Regions from separate parts of the Sus scrofa genome. Here region 2 is linked to region 1. The links are chromatin contacts, called in public Hi-C maps. All regions are on one chromosome and are shown on one strand. Each heading gives the region's core, a stretch centred on a gene start, on an enhancer-like site or on the middle of the called end of the contact. The rest is flanking DNA. Distances are from core to core; before and after follow the strand shown. Region 1 holds the start of RGS14 (regulator of G-protein signaling 14). Region 2 holds the start of PFN3 (profilin-3).

Region 1 (4,537 bases), core at 1,044-3,543:
ACAGGTTTCATTGCAGCTGCCTGACTAGCTGAGTGGCAGAAAGATGAGGCTGACACATGAAGCTGCCTTGGCAGGGAACGATGGTGGTGGCGGGTGCGGGTGGCGGCAGGGGGAGGTGGGGGAGGACAGAGCCAGGCAGTTCTGGGGGGTGGAGGGGCCCTGGCACGGAGTCAGATTGGTCCATTCAAACGTGACTCCCTCTACTTGCCAGCTGCCCTCAGCTTGTCATGTACTCCATTGAGCTTCCGTCAAGAGGCAGCTCATGGAAGGAGACTGACAGCTGGCCCACAGATGCTGATGCCTGTTGTCCCTCCCTGTCTCAGCTGAGCATGGTCTCAGAAAGCTGCCCAATGGCCAGCAAGTGGCCAAGCAGTAACCCTTGGGATTCCAAGAGGCAGCACAGAGAGTTTAGAATGAGCCTGGGAAGAGCAAAGATAAAGCTGCGTGTGAAAGTCTCGGAAAGGGGCCAGGGCATCTGTGGGCTTGCCAGGGCTGGGAGCAGAGCTTGGGTGCCCTCCCTCCTCTGAATGACCTTCGAGCATAGTATCTATGTGTTGACATGGGACGGGCAAGGGCTGGATCTGTCTCTGGCCCCCTCAGCTGCCCTGCTGTTCTGGGCACTGCTTGGAAGCATCTACCCAGCTGCCCTCTGGGGTGGGTGTGGGAGTGGGCATGTTCCCCCTTGGCCTGGATGCCCGGGGAGGAGTGAGCCAAGTGTCATGCCTCCGGAGTGGGAATGCGAGGCCCACCGGTGCTTGAACTTTCAAAGTTAGGTTGATGGTATAGATAGCGGTAGGGGGGAGGGATTGGGCCAGCTTGGAGGGGTTCATCTCTCTCCCACCCAATAAAGAGATGCTGGAGGAAGGGGTGTAGAGATAGGTCTTGGGAATTAGGAGGAGGAGCGGGGGTTGAGGTGGTGGCTCAGCTTCATGGTGAAGCAGAGTGTCCTTGAAGAGGGGCTGAGAATGGAGTGGGGGGCATTGGGGCTGACAGTTATAGAACCCCCACAATGGATCAGGGGCCTCATATTCATCATTTGGCTTAATCATCTAAACAAGCCTTTGAAATCCATTCCAAACTTCTCATTTTTATAGAGGAAGAATCTGAGGGTCAGAGAGGACCCTCTAGCCAGGGACAACTGAGCTGAGATTGGAAACCACATCTCTCTGGACCCACTGGCTTTGTCCCACAGTACTAGGCTGGGGCTGTGTAAGAAACTAGGACACTGTCTGGACTTCCCAGAGTTTTTAGGAGGGACTGGGGTTCTGCCAAGTGGGCTGTTGTCCTAGGGATAGAAGAAGAGAAGCCCCGGCACAGCCTGTCTCATCTGCTGAATGAATAAAGAAGCTGGACTCTAAGAGCAGCTCTAACCCAGATGCCAAACAGCCAGGGAGAGGTTTGGGGGAGGGGGCAGCAGCCAGGGGCATCCCAGTACCCAGCTCCCCCTACCTTTCCTAGTGGTCCAGGAATAGAACAGACAGAAGCTGTATCAACTTGGCCTGACCCTGCAGACCCATCCCTGGCTGCCAAAGGGCTCCTAGTTCTGGCAGGAAGCCTCGGGAACAGGTCTAGGGGGAGGGCAGTGACCCAGCAAGGGCTGCCCCTTACCTGACCTTGAGCATCAGGACATGGGGGGCGATATTGCTGAGGCCGAGTGAGGTATGGGAGCTCAGGCCAGTATAGGGGGTGTCAAGGGGCAAAGGCCATGCCCAGTCTCCCTGCTACCCCAGGTGATGCCAAAGTAGCAAGGAAGAGAGCAGTGGGGACTGGGCCAGAAGCCTCTCCTCTAGTCTCATCCCCAGGGCGGCCCCAGGTCCCCCAGCAGAGCCATCTGGAAGGTCCTGTGGTGAGGGCACCAGGTCCCACCACCTGCTGCTATCTGTCCCCAACTTCTCCCGCCCGCTGGCAGCACACAGGCTGTTGCCCAGCCCTACCGGGTGTGCCTCTCGGGCTCCACCCTGGGTGTACCCACCTCCTCCCCGTGGGCCTGGCCTAGAGCCCACACTCACCATGCGTCCGTTGGGGACGCCCAGGTGCTTGGGCTTCCCCGGCATGCCGCTGCTCTTCACGGGTCCCTGCCACGGGAGGCGCCCACCATGGGGACTTCGGGCAGCGCCGGTCAGAGCTTTCACGGTGATGGGCAGGCGGCAGAGAGAGCCCAGCTCCGCTCCTGCGGGCCCTCACATCCTGAAACACCAGCTCACTACCTCTTTTCTCTGCCACAGGAAGCGTCTCTATAGAAACCGAACCACAGAAAGAAGCAAGGTCTAAGAGAGCGAATGCTTCTTCCTACATTCACACACACACACACACACACACACACACACACATGCACACGCACACGCACACACACATTCACGCGCCCGCGCGCACATGCTGCCAACACACCCTTGGCAGTGCTCTACTCAGGCACCAACACAGAGCAGGGGCCTCTGTGTGCCCAGCGAGGAGCCCAGCCTGGTCTGGCGCAGACCGGGGAGCTCCATAGGCATGTCTGGGCACAGAAGTGCCTGTTCACACACCTGGAAAACTTTGTACACCCTGCTGGGGCTTCTGTGGACATGGGAACTTGTGCACCAGGACCTGAATGTCCACTCGTCTACATTACTCAGCACACACCTATCCCACACCTGCTGTGTGCTGAGCATGCACACACTCAGTGCCCCTCCCCCTGGCAGCTGGGTGCATTACTACCTCTGTCCTGAGACACCTTTGGGCTCTCCCTCCCAGGTCTATGCCCAGGTGTACAGACAAATGGATACATCTCATGCATGGTCACATACACACAAGATCCTTCAGGTGTGCGGGTTCTCCCTTGTCAGGTATACCTGGGCCTTCAGTCATGAGTGTGCCCAGTCCCTCGGACAGATGCATGTGACAGGCACACCTGCACAAGGCACATATGAACCCAGTGACCTTTGCAACCAGGTGTGCACGTGCTTGCCCAGCTGGGCAGGGAATGGACCAGGTGCATCTGTGCCCAAAGATGTGTGTGTGCATTCATAGTCACTCATAAAAGTCCCACTTTTGTGAAGTACTGTTGACTGAAGAGGGGTAGTCTGCCTCCTCAGCCCTGGCCCAGTCCCAGTCCCTTTAGCCAGGGTCCTTATTGGCTTTTTTTTGCCCCCCCCCCTTTTAGGGCCACACCCATGGCATATGGAGGTTCCCAGGCTTTGAGTCGAGTTGGAGCTACAGCTTCTGGCCTACACCACAGGCACAGCAATGTGGGATCCGAGTCACATTTGCAACCTACACCACAGCTCATGGCAACACCAGACCCACTGAGCAAGGTCAGGGACTGAACCCGCATCCTCACGGATACTAGTTGGATTCATTTCTGCTGTGCCACAGTGGGAATTCCCTTTCCCTTTTTTTCCTTTTTTTTTTTTTGGCCATGCCTGTGTCATGCAGAAGTTTTTGGGCCAGGGATCGAACCTGAACTACAGCAGTGACCTGACCCATGACAATGATAATGCCAGATCCTTAACCCACTGAGCCGCCAGGGAAATCCCTGGCCTCTTTCTTACATATGTATGTACCCACGAAGACTTGTATTTTACTGAAGTTTGGGCTTTCCTAGAGCCCTGAAGTTACCAGGCACTACAGTTTGGGCCCCACTTTCTGCAAGGAAAAGGTGACACCCCATCTTTCGTATTCTACCCTCTATTCCACTCCCCCTTCCTTCTAAGGCCATGACTTGAATATTTCAGAAGCAGAAAATAAGTGACTCTTCACCATAAATTCAGGTCCTTTTCCTCCTGGGCACATTGCTAAACTTTAATTTCCCAGGCTTCCTCACAGTCAGGTGTGGCTATGTGCTGCCTAGTTCCTACCAACTGAACGCGAGTGGAGTGATGACGTGTACCAAGGCTATCGGGTGCTCTGTGCCCTCTGCCTTCTCTCCTTCCCCTTTAGCTGGCTGGATACAGGAGATGACGAAGCCCTAGGGGATGGTGGAGCCGTAAGAAGGAAGGAGCCTGGGCCTCTGCATTTGTGTAAGAAGGCAAGTCCACAGGCACCAAAAACACAAGCTTTGGACAGTTAAGGGAGAGAGAAAAATTATCTTGTTCAAGCCATTGTATACATTAGGGTTTACTTTTTTTTGGTCTTTTGTGTTTTTAGGGCCGTACCTGCAGCACATGGAGGTTCCCAGGCTAGGGGTCTAATCAGAGTTGTAGCTGCCGGCCTACACCACAGCCACAGCAACTCTGGACCCTTAACCCACTGAGCGAGGCCAGGGATCGAACCCACAATCTCATGGTTCCTAGTCCGATTAGGTTCTGCTGCACCAGGAGGGGAACTCGCATTAGGGTTTACCTGTTGTAGCAGCTAGTGTTATCCTAGTTAATACACCTCTTACCCAGTCCTAACTCACCTTTTTCTAGACACCTTGCTCCAGCCCACCTAGATAGAGGGTGGTGTGTGTATTGGAGGTTGCTTTGGGGCCTAATGCAATGCCAATGGTGGTCTTAATAAGGTGTGTGACAGTGTCAATATACCTGTGATGGGATGGTAGGGTGAGTGATGGGAGTGGAGA
Region 2 (4,388 bases), core at 1,219-3,718, 45 kb before region 1:
GTTGGGTGCTGACCGCGGCTCACTGCCTGCAGAACCGGCGAGTGCCCACGCGCTCAGTTCCCGGCCCGGGATCCCTAGCGCGTCTCTCCTCTGTGCCAGCTTCCTTGCTACACATGCCCTACCTCCCCGCGTCCCTGCTCCACCTTTCCCTCTTCTCCCTTTCAGAGCTCCCCAGGAGGAAGCTGAAACCCCAGGAGGGGCTCCCCAGAAGGAAGCTGAAACGCAAGAAGGGGCTGGGAAGAAGGGGTTCCCGGAGGATGCTTGTGGCCCGCAATGAGCGCTCTTCCTTTTTCCAACCCTGCCCGCAGACCGGCGCCGGAGGAGCTGACTGTGGTGCTCGGCCAGGACCGCCATAATCAGAGTTGTGAGCAGTGCCAAACGCTGGCAGTGCGCTCCTACCGCCTGCACGAGTCCTACTCACCCAAGACCTACCAGCACGACCTGGGTGCGTGGGGGCGCCCCGCGGGGATCAGAGGAAGGGTGGGCAGGGCTCCGAAGTCCCAGCATCCCGGGCTCACCCTCCTCCCGGGCTGGGTTAGCTCTGGTACGCCTGAAGGAGACAGCGGACGGCTGCTGCGCACACCCGTCGCCTTTCGTTCAGCCGGTATGCCTGCCAAGAAGTGTCGCCAGCTCCGCCGAACCCGAAGGCGCGCTCTGCGAGGTGGCCGGCTGGGGCCATCAGTTCGAAGGTATTAGAACGGCTGGGTCGGGAGGGAGACTTCTGGCCACCAGAGTAGCCAAGGGAAGCCCGAGGGATTGGTACCACCAGGGACAGATGGGGCTGACCTGGTGGGTTGTTCAGGGCCGTCGTCTCTGCAGTCTTCTACAAAGGCTTGGTTCACTGTTGTGGGGGGGTCCAAATCGCTTGAAAAGTACCAGGAGAATCACACCATTTTCTCTAGGCAGTGGGCTGCAAGGGCTAATTAGGACTCCCGACCCGCGCTGGAGCAATGGGTGGGCAGGTTGGGGAGCAGGGTTTTGAGACACTGGATGGGAAGTAGGGGTGGGGTTCCAAAGCCACCCTGCTTCCACCTGATCCATTCACATCCCTGCTCCTCTCTGGCCTCAGTTTTCTCGTCTATGAAATGGTGTTAAAAGCAACTCCCTCCCTCTGGGGGTTTCTGCGGAAAGCAGGAGATTAGCAGGGATTAGAAGAGCCTGACACAGCCAGGTCCGTGGCCTGGACAGCGAGCGGAGTCGGGAGGGGTGTGAGGAAGGCGCCCTTGGTTTGCAGGGGCGGAGGAATATTCCAGTTTCCTGCAGGAGGCTCAGGTGCCGCTCATCAGTCCGGAGCGCTGCTCCGCCGCCGACGTGCACGGAGCCGCTTTCACTCCCGGCATGCTCTGCGCTGGTTTCCTCGAAGGCGGCACCGACGCGTGCCAGGTGAGCCCTCCGCCTGATTGGCGCCCTCCCCCAACCCGTGCAAGTCCAGACCCCAAGCCAAGGGCACTGAGCCGCGTGTCCTCGACCCAGGGTGACTCCGGTGGCCCTCTGGTGTGTGAAGACGAGACCGCAGAGCGCCAGCTCGTCCTGAGAGGCATCGTCAGTTGGGGTTCAGGTTGTGGCGACCGCCTCAAGCCCGGTGTGTACACGGACGTGGCCAACTACTTGGCCTGGATCCAGGAGCACACCACTTCCTGACCTCCCAGGGACTCGTCTTTCCCTCCTGGGCAGTTCTGGAATGGAAAGGTGGCTGGGGCGTGATTATGGACAGCAAGTATTGTGTTCTATTCCCCCCAGCGCTGCCAGCCCGGCTGGCTCCAGGAATGTCATACGCACTCAATAAAGTGCTTTTGAAGATGCTTGAAAGGCACAGCTAACTCTTCAGGGGCCCCTTTGGGAAATGCCAAGACTGTAAACCGATGCTCAACTTCTCCACACCCCCTCAGAGAACATGGAATCTTTTGACATCTTATACAAGATTTAGATTCATGTCCAGCTGACGTTTGCTGAGCCGCACTGTGTACCAAGCCCTATGCAGGGTGACTCCTTATACTAGTCTTTGTCTGAAACTCATATTTTAAGTTTGTCCAACAGGAGTTCTCAATCTCCACTGTACATCAAAATCACCTTGGGGAGCTTTTTGAACCTATGACCAACAGCCACTTCAAATCAATTAAATCAGTATCTCCAGGGATGGGGCTAGGAGGGTAACAGTATTTTAAAAACACTCCCCAGATGATTCTATTTGTGGAGAGGTTGAGAACCGTGGTTGGAAGTACTTAACATTAAAAGAGTTGTGTGGGGAATTCCCGTCGTGGTTCAGCTGAAAAGAATCTGACTAGTATCCATGAAGACGCAGGTTTGATCCCTAGCCTTGTTTAGTGGGTTAAGGATCCAGCGTTGCTGTGAGCTGTGGGGTGGTCCCTGAGGCAGCTTGGATCTGGTGTTGCTGTGGCTGTGGCATAGGCCGGCAGCTGTAGCTCCAATTCAACCCCTGGGAATCTCCGTATGTTGTGGGTGCGGCCCTAAAAAGCAGAAAGAAAAAAAAAAAAAAAAAAGGTTGCATGGACCCTTAAGGCTGACATCGTGGAAGACCATTAGGGCAGTGGGTCTCAAAGTACGGTTCCTGGACGGGCAGCAGCATCTCCAGGGAACTTGTTGGAAATGCATAATATCTGCTACATCTCACACTGCAGAATAAGAAACTCTTGAGTCGGGAGCCTAGCAATCTGACAGCTTTCCAGGAGATTCTAAGGCTCCTCATGTTTAGGAAACACGTTCTGGGGGCTGAAAGTTTACCAGGCCTAGAGGTCCGGCTGTTCAGACATGGCCCTGTTCTTTTTGTTCTTAAACTTGTGTGCTGTGCTCGATGGGCCATTTAATTTTTATTTTTGAGGATTTTTTTTTAAACGATTCGCTCCTTCGGGCTAACTTTAGAACGTCATCGGACATAGGATACCAACGCCACCCCACCCCCCACCCCATTCTCCATCGCCTTTATGTCAACGTCACAACCCCGCCCCTCAATACGTCATAGTAGCGGAGCAGTCCGGGAGGACAACCCGCGAAAGTCCACGGCGCACTCTGAGCCGGAATGGGCGACTGGAAAGGCTACATTAGTGCAGTGCTGCGGGACCAGCGCATCGACGACGTGGCCATCGTGGGCCACTCGGACAATCGCTGCGTGTGGGCATCGCGGCCCGGGGGCCTGCTGGCAGCCATCTCACCGCAGGAGGTGGGTGTGCTCATAGGGCCAGATCGGCGCACCTTCCTGCAGGCGGGCCTGAGCGTAGCGGGCCGCCGATGCTGCGTCATCCGCGACCACCTGCTGGCTGAGGGCGACTGCGTGCTGGACGCACGCACCAAAGGGTTGGACGGGCGCGCGGTCTGCGTGGGCCACACGCCGCGCGCGCTCCTAGTGCTTATGGGCCGGCGTGGCGTGCACGGAGGCATTCTCAACAAGACCATGCACGAGCTGATCCATGGGCTGCGCTCTCAGGGCACCTAGCAAGACTGCCAACCAGCCCCCAAATAAAGTCTGATCTGGGCGTGGCAGACCAGTCCTCCGATTGCGAGCGAGTGGCGGGGTGGGCGTGGGGTTGCAGATGAGGAAACCAGTTTATCAGAAGATCCTTGTAGAAGGATTACCTGGTGAAGTTGGAAGTTCACTCTTCCCAGTCTCCTGAGCCCTACACCAGGCCCTGCCACGAGTGCCCTGCCCCTGGCCTAACTCCTTAGGCCAGAGTCCAAGGGCCTTGGCACCTTCCCGGGGTACTAGGGACACCCAAGCTGAGGAAGGGGCGGCCTTCTCAAATCCTCTAGTTCAGTCTTGGGCATCCTTTCTTACAAAATTTTACACAAGTCTGTGCAGGACGAACCGTGAAGGAAGTCCCCACACACACACACACACCACTGCCCAGGCTGGAGGCCCTCATACTTCTCACCCTCTCCAGGTGACTAGAGGAAGAACTAGCAAGAGTTATGAGTGGGTGGCAGAGTGGGCCTAGTAGCTTGGAGAGCAGCTTTGGGGCTCCAAAGCCCTTGCATCTCTCCCCACATAATTCAAAGGGGCTGGAGGTGGGGAAGAGGGAGGCACACACTCCAGAACATCAGAGCTGAATCTGGGGCCCTACAGCCTTCCTGCTCCCTTGGGGGCCAAAGGCTCCAGAGATGTCCCTAGACAAGAGGGAGGAAGTTTAGCACCCCCTAGTCCTTGACCCTCCCCCTGCAGGCCTCAGCTCAGGGGGCTCTATAAAGGAGGAGGAGGAATTGGAAAACTTGAGTGGGTTTAAATGAGGCCTGGTTTATTGCCCAAAGGTAGAGGATCAAGGTGGGAGCGTGAGTAGCTGGTCTCTGCTCCACCGAGACCCAGAGCATGGCCTCTCTTGCCCATCTCCACCTCCCTGTCCCTTCCCCCAGTGGCCCTGACAAGCCCTCACCTGTCA

What was found. A called contact is a pair of places that touch in the nucleus more often than the background predicts.
Region 2: a contact with region 1 is called in a Hi-C map of epiblast stem cells, with 2.0 times the contacts expected there. The contact joins the promoter of PFN3 here to the promoter of RGS14 in region 1. A contact is called at or near these places in 2 of 47 Hi-C or Micro-C datasets (epiblast stem cells and liver).

What each region holds. Positions count from the first base shown.
Region 1 is chr2:80,587,705-80,592,241 of Sscrofa11.1, forward strand. It overlaps RGS14 (regulator of G-protein signaling 14), which reads right to left and starts at 2,294. Exons shown (of 15, transcript XM_005661452.3): 1 at 2,010-2,294. The coding sequence starts at 2,054.
Region 2 is chr2:80,543,027-80,547,414 of Sscrofa11.1, forward strand. PFN3 (profilin-3) reads left to right here and starts at 2,469. Exons shown (of 1, transcript XM_013992193.2): 1 at 2,469-3,498. The coding sequence starts at 3,038. The coding sequence ends at 3,451. F12 (coagulation factor XII) reads left to right here. Exons shown (of 14, transcript NM_214242.1): 10 at 1-37; 11 at 309-445; 12 at 540-689; 13 at 1,235-1,383; 14 at 1,474-1,800. The coding sequence ends at 1,641.